Linked DNA regions of Anser cygnoides: region 2 is linked to region 1. The links are chromatin contacts, called in public Hi-C maps. All regions are on one chromosome and are shown on one strand. The core of a region is the stretch at or near the end of the contact, and the rest is flanking DNA. Distances in the headings are between cores, read along the strand shown. Region 1 holds the start of JADE2 (jade family PHD finger 2). Region 2 overlaps SAR1B (secretion associated Ras related GTPase 1B).

What was found. A called contact is a pair of places that touch in the nucleus more often than the background predicts.
Region 2: a contact with region 1 is called in a Hi-C map of liver, with 1.7 times the contacts expected there. The contact joins the enhancer-like site here to the promoter of JADE2 in region 1. A contact is called at or near these places in 3 of 7 Hi-C or Micro-C datasets (granulosa cells and liver).

Annotation. Positions count from the first base shown.
Region 1 is chr14:3,129,024-3,132,068 of Taihu_goose_T2T_genome, forward strand. It overlaps JADE2 (jade family PHD finger 2), which reads left to right and starts at 1,337. Exons shown (of 12, transcript XM_067005584.1): 1 at 1,337-1,551.
Region 2 is chr14:3,214,203-3,217,328 of Taihu_goose_T2T_genome, forward strand. SAR1B (secretion associated Ras related GTPase 1B) reads right to left here. Exons shown (of 7, transcript XM_067005585.1): 7 at 1,626-3,126. Among named protein-coding and RNA genes, the nearest start is that of SAR1B, 17 kb to the right of the region's middle. Within about 2 kb of position 1,564, at least 1 of the 3 cell types and tissues checked has open chromatin away from gene starts, as enhancers often do. A contact at or near this core is called in liver, where this site is marked.

The DNA of each region.
Region 1 (3,045 bases), core at 87-2,586:
CACGGGGGAGCATCCCAGCGCCCTGGTTGTGCTGGTGGCCCTGGCTGGGAGTGGTCAGTAAGTTGGGGAACTCTTAAGAGGTGCCCTGCTTACGGGACCCAAGGGATGGTAGTGGGTTGTGACTGAGGGACCGTCTTTAAACTGAGTTTTCATCTCCCACAGCAGCGGTTTGAAACAGAGCGAGCCAACTTCTGCAACTTGACCGTCGGGGCCTCGTGGACTTTGGGAAGACGCGCATCGTACGGACCACTGCATCCCATTCATACTGCTTTTATTTAAGGAACCGTGCCTGCCTGGGCAGCCGCTGGGTTAATCCGGGGAAAATCCCTCACCGGTGGGCAGCCCTGAGCGGGCACCGGCCGTGGGGGCAGCACCCGGGGGGTCACCGCACCGGGGGGGGGGGAACCGCACCGGGGGGGGCACCGCACCGCTCCGCGGCAACTCGGCCAACTTTGGGCCGGCCGTGCCGTGCCGTGCCGTGCCGTGCCGTGCCGGCTCACGCGGGGGCTTGCAGCGGGGCCCAGCCGCTCCGCACCCCGCCCCGCACCCCGCGGAGCTCGGCCACGCGTGTCCGCGGCGCCGCGCGTGGGGCGCGCGGGTGCGCGGCGGGGGGGGGCGCGGCTCCTCTCCGCGCCGGGCCAGAACCGTCTTTTTGACGCAGGAGAAATGGCAAATTTTAAGTACGTCATTAATATGGCGCCAAAAGGCTTTTTTTTTTTTTTTTTTTTTTTTTTTTTTTAAGTATAAGCCGATTTTTTTTTAAGGTTGCAGCAGCGGCCCCGTGTACGCCTGTGCACAGCCGGGAGAGGGGGAGTGGAGCTTGGGGAAAGGGGGGGGGGGGGGGAAGAGGAGGTAAAAGAGTGCGGGGGGGGGGGGGGAAGGTTGCGGGGCCGGGCCGAGCCGAGCCGAGCCGTGCCGGCGGGACGCGTGCGGGGCTCCGGGCAGCGCCATGGGGCCCCCGCGGCCGGCGGGGGGGTGAGGAGCGGCGCGGCCCGGCCCGGGATGGGACCGGCGCTGCCCGCACCTGGAGCCGGAGCCGGGGGGAATTGAGGGGTGGGGGGGGTCGGGGGTGGGCAGGGGAAGGGGGGCTGGGGGGGGGGGGGCGCCGCCACCACCACCAGCACCAGCAGCACCACCACCGGCAGCAGCAGCCCCGCTGCTCCTCTCCGTGCCCGGCTCCCAAAGTCGCTTCCCCGCCCGCCGGAGCGCGGAGCTCCCGAGGAAGTGCGGGGCGAGAAAAAGAAACAGAAAGGGGCGGGCAGGGCCCGGCGGCGGGGCGGCCATCGCGGCGGCGGCGGCGGGGCCGGGGGTTGGGGGGGGGGGTGGGTGTGTGTGTGTGTGCGGGGAGGGGGGGGCCGCCCGCTCCCGAGGAGGGGCCCGGACGGCGCGGCCCCGCCGATGGCAGCGGCGTGAGGCGGCCGCGGGGCTCCCCCGGCCCGGGCTGCGGGAACGGCCCCGGGAACGGCCCCGGCCCCGGCCGCCGCCCCCGCCCCTCCCCGCCCGCAGCCCCGGAGCCCGGCGCGCCCGGCGGAGGAGGCGCCGCCGGCAAAGGTAAGGGGGGACTGCGGGGGGGGGGGGGGGGGGGGCGCGCTTCTTCTCCCCCCCCCTCCCCTTTTTATTTATTTATTTATTTTTTTAATTTTTATTTTTTTTTTATTATTTTCCCTCCCTCCCCTCTCCCCCTCCTTCCCCCCCCCTCCCCCGGGGGCGCGTTGCGCACGCCGGTCCCTGCCCGGTACGGGGGGGGGGGTGTGTGGGTGTGGGTGTGGGGGGGGGGAGCGGGACGGAGGGGGGGGTTGGGGGGGGGGGGGGCCGCGCACACAACTTTTGCAGCCGCTCGCCCCGCTCCGCTCCCCGAATTAATGACTGCGGCACTGCCTGCCCCGCGCCGTGCCCGCGCACCGCGGCTCCGGGAGGGCGCTGCGCGGCCCCGACCAGGCACCCCCCCCCTGCCCCCCCCCCCCCCCCCCCCAACATCCCGGGTCCCCCCCCCCCCCCCCGCCCCTTTCATCCCCGGGGGGGCGCCGGGGGCGGGCGCGGCGGCGGCGGGGGCCGTGCCCGGTGGGGCCGGGGCCCGGGGGCGTGGCGGGGCCGGCTCCATCCCGCCCGGGGCCCGGGGCCGCCCCGCTGCAGCCCCGGAGCCTTCCCCACCTGCCTCCGGCCCGCCGAGCCGTGCTGTGCCGTGCCGAGCCGTGCCGTGCTGTGCTGTGCCGTGCTGAACCGTGCCGAGCCGTGCCGTGCCATGCCGAGCCGTGCCATGCTGTGCTTTACCGTGCCGAGCCGTGCCCCCATCCCCGCTCGCTGCGACGTGGAAGTTGGGCAGCGATGCCAAGGCGGGGGAGCCGCCGGGGTGCCCGGCTCGGGGGCAGCGGGTGCGCGTACCGGGGGCAGCCGGCATCCCCGAGCATCCCCGAGCATCCCCGAGCATCCCGAGGAGGGCAGGAGGCATTTCGACATCCCCCCCCAGCTTCGCCCGGCGCTGTTTCCCTCCTCTGGTTCTGTGCCCGGCCCCTCCTGCCGCTGGGACGGTTTCGGAAGAGGGGATTCTGCCCCGGAAAAATCCGTGATCTCAGCCTTCCTCCCAGGGGTGAAGCCGGGCTCTTAGGAATGGGGTTTGACCTTTAAGCGTTTATTGGCTACCGAGGTTAAAATAAGCTTGAGATAGGAGTAAAAATAGCTCGCCGAAAGGTTAAATCAAAGGTTAAATTTGTTTTTCCTAGGAAAATTGAGGCTGATCGCTAAAAACGAAGGCTCGCAGCAAAGAATTGGAAGGGGACGTGCTAGATTTCTAGGCGGGGAGATGAAATTCAGTTGGAGTATCGGTGGCTGCTGGTAGTGGTTGACACCAAGTCCCGAAAGTCGGTGGACAGGTGATCCTCGAACTGAGGCGTTTTACTAAGGACAGGTCTTTGGCTTCCTCCGGGTGTCTCCTGCGAAGCTGCGAGTGGCCGTGGCTCCTGTTGATGCTGCTCCGGGCTGTGGGTGCCCCGAGACCAGCAGGAGGGGGCTCCGGCTGCGCGCCGTGCCCCACGCGGTCCTGCACGA
Region 2 (3,126 bases), core at 314-2,813, 85 kb after region 1:
ACACATATATTTACATATTTTATATCTCTATATACTACACACAGAGGAAGGAATAGAAGAGTTACTTGGCACATATAGGAGCCTTCCTTTTACTGTTCCAATTTAGCTGAACCTAGACCAAGATCCTGCTCTAGGAAAGCAGTGAGAAAATGGCGTTCAGGCATTGGGCTGGAACCAATAATCTCGGCTGAACTCAGAATCCAGCTCTGGATGCCAACACCCACGAGAGAGCTTAAAATCCGGTCCTAAATTTTGCAGCTTTTGCGTATCTCTGGTCAGAAGTCATGTGCACGAAGGAAGTGCCCCCAGCCCCGTCCCTGGGGAACGCTCCCACCAGGGATCAGCAATTTGAAGTTACTCTGCAAAACCCTGTATGGTTTCTAAGCTGAATTGCAGGGTACCGGAAGGATTTCAGAAATAAGCCTGAGAAACCCCAGCATTACCGCCAGCATGCACAGGCTGATTGGAAACACAGCTCCCACCAGTTGCTGATTTCTCCCCTTTCATAAGCACCAGCGTTTCCAAATAGAGCCCTGGGACCAGCCCACAAACAAGCTGTGGCAGAGCAGCATCAGGAATCCCACTCCAGAGAATTTTCTCCCTCTTTCCTCACCGACCAGAGGACATCTTTCAACCCAGCTAATTTTTCCCTTCCTGCATCGCAGTTTCTCTCTCGGACAAACGGTGTGTGGACTAGCCAAGGCATTGCTCCATTGCAGCTTGCTGGTGGTGGTGGCTGAGAGCTCTCTCCATTCAGTGACCAAGCATGACATAATCCCTCTGGACCACATTTTCTTCACAGGTTAAACAAGGACAAGAGCTCTCTGCATCACCAGAATGGTGAGGCAGCATTAGCATGTAGAAAGTTTTGAGATCCTGAAATGAAAAATGCATCAAAGGGTGTAAAACATTACAAATTTCTTACTCAGATGGCACACTTGCCATAAGAAATGGGGTCATAAGAAAAGCAAGGGACACATTCTTATCATTATTTTACCATAACTGCTCACCACAATTTTCTAATTCTAGTTCTGAAGCAGACAAGTGCAAAATGATTTGGAAAAAATTAACTAAGGAGAGCACATACTTAGGACTGGAGAATAGTTCCTTATGACAGAAAACAACATGCTTTCCCGTGGGCTGTGTCAAACACGAGAGGCACGTAAGCAAACAGGGTGACAAACACCTAAACTCAGGGCATCCCCACTCGATACTGTCCCACCAACAGTGCAAATCCTAGAGGTCTGCCGAAATCTAAGACAGCTATCATTTGCCTGTAAAATTGGATCTTTCTACCTATTTTAAACCTGCAAGAAAGGAAACATCATCCTTTTATGCTGTTTTCTGAGTTGAGGATTTGATTCCATGCACACCTGAACAGAAATCCTAGCAAAGGAGAGGCTGAACGGTTATTATACCCAGCTGAAGAAACCCAAACTCAGCACTAGAACATGCACTGGGTCAGAACGCTTCTTCCTGGTCATGATTAATGTAATTTGTCAAGAACTACTTGCTTAAAACTCTTTTTCTTCAAATTCCAACTCAGAATTTTATTTTCTATTCCTGATACTTACATTTCAAGCATGGCATGTGATAATAACAATAAACACCACATCAAGAACATGTTTAAGACCACTTTCTCCTTCAGCTTTTCTTCTGCAGTTTATTATATAAATTATGCTTTTAAACATTTAGAGCACTCACATTTCAAAACAGAAAATGTTTAGTTCCACACTGAAATACTAGTGCAAAAGTGGTTTATCTAAGTGCAAATAAATTACACGTCCCCACTGACAGCCAGTGGATTAGGCTGTTTTAAATACGGCTTTTAAGTCCATAACTATTGATTACATTATTTACACGAACTCTGAGCATGTTGTAGTCAATAGAAATATTGGACTTTGGTTGGTAACAACCAAATATGCTGACAGTACAAACAAGAGAGAACAAGACAGAACAATTCTACTTAAAGTAGACCTGTGAATTCACTGGGACTGGAGAACAACAATATCATTTTTCTGAGATGACTTTAGTTATAAATAAGCAGATGTCAAATGCTCTATTTGATGTTCAATTCCAATTATTAAAATACAATAAAGCCCACACACATGCAGGTATTATATTCCAGTGAATGCCACAGGTCATCTTTGGCACATCGTATGACAGTACCTGAACACTGAATACAGCATTAGATAACACGCTTCATGAAATAATCTTGGTCTGGCAAGAGGACAAATAAAACGCAAAGATCCTTCCCATTTCCAATGCCAATAATTGTTGCTAAAGAATTTATTAAACCTAGACTGAAATATAGCAATGCCTCTCAGATAAACAGTACAAACTAAAACCAAAGTTTAATTAAATCCAAGCAGAATAAATCTTATTCGACTCACAGATGCTACTGTATGGGGTCACTGCAGTGAAATATGGGCCATTTTGTCAGTACTAGTTATTAATATCTTAGAAATCTGCATTCATTTCTCTTGAAGTGGTGATGTAAAAACAAATTTGAGACACCTCATAAATAACGTCTTTATTAATGGGTTTTCTTTTTCACATTCTTTAAAGTGATGTTTAATTGAAGTCTGCATAGTCAAGAGTGCAAAAAAAATTCATAGGAGTCAGACCCAGAGGTGAACGTTGCCCCCTCCCCTCTTTTTTTTTTTTTTTTATAAGTAAGACTGGTCGCAATCATAGGAATAAGTAACCTCTAGAAATAAGTGAACGGGGAGATGTAGAGGTGGTGGGGATGAAAGCCACCAGAAAAACTCTCACCAGTATATTTTTCTATTAATAAAGTCTTCACACAAAGACACACGACACCCATTCACATTCATGTGCACAGCAGAATGTAAACTACAGAAGAAATATTTCCTCTACCGAAGGAACAGTGAGATTATTTGTGTATTTAACCGAGTGTTGTTCAGCTGTTCCCACAATGGGAACCATTACAATACCAAGACAGAAAAACAAAAGGTCCAATTTCTTCATGCCCTTATTACAACCACATTTAAACTAGCATCTCACAGTATGAAACATGAAATCTGAGTAGTTCCATAACACTAAGAATTACCCTTAATACACACTTTTAAAGCAGTATACCTCTGTCCTTTTTTAACACTTTAA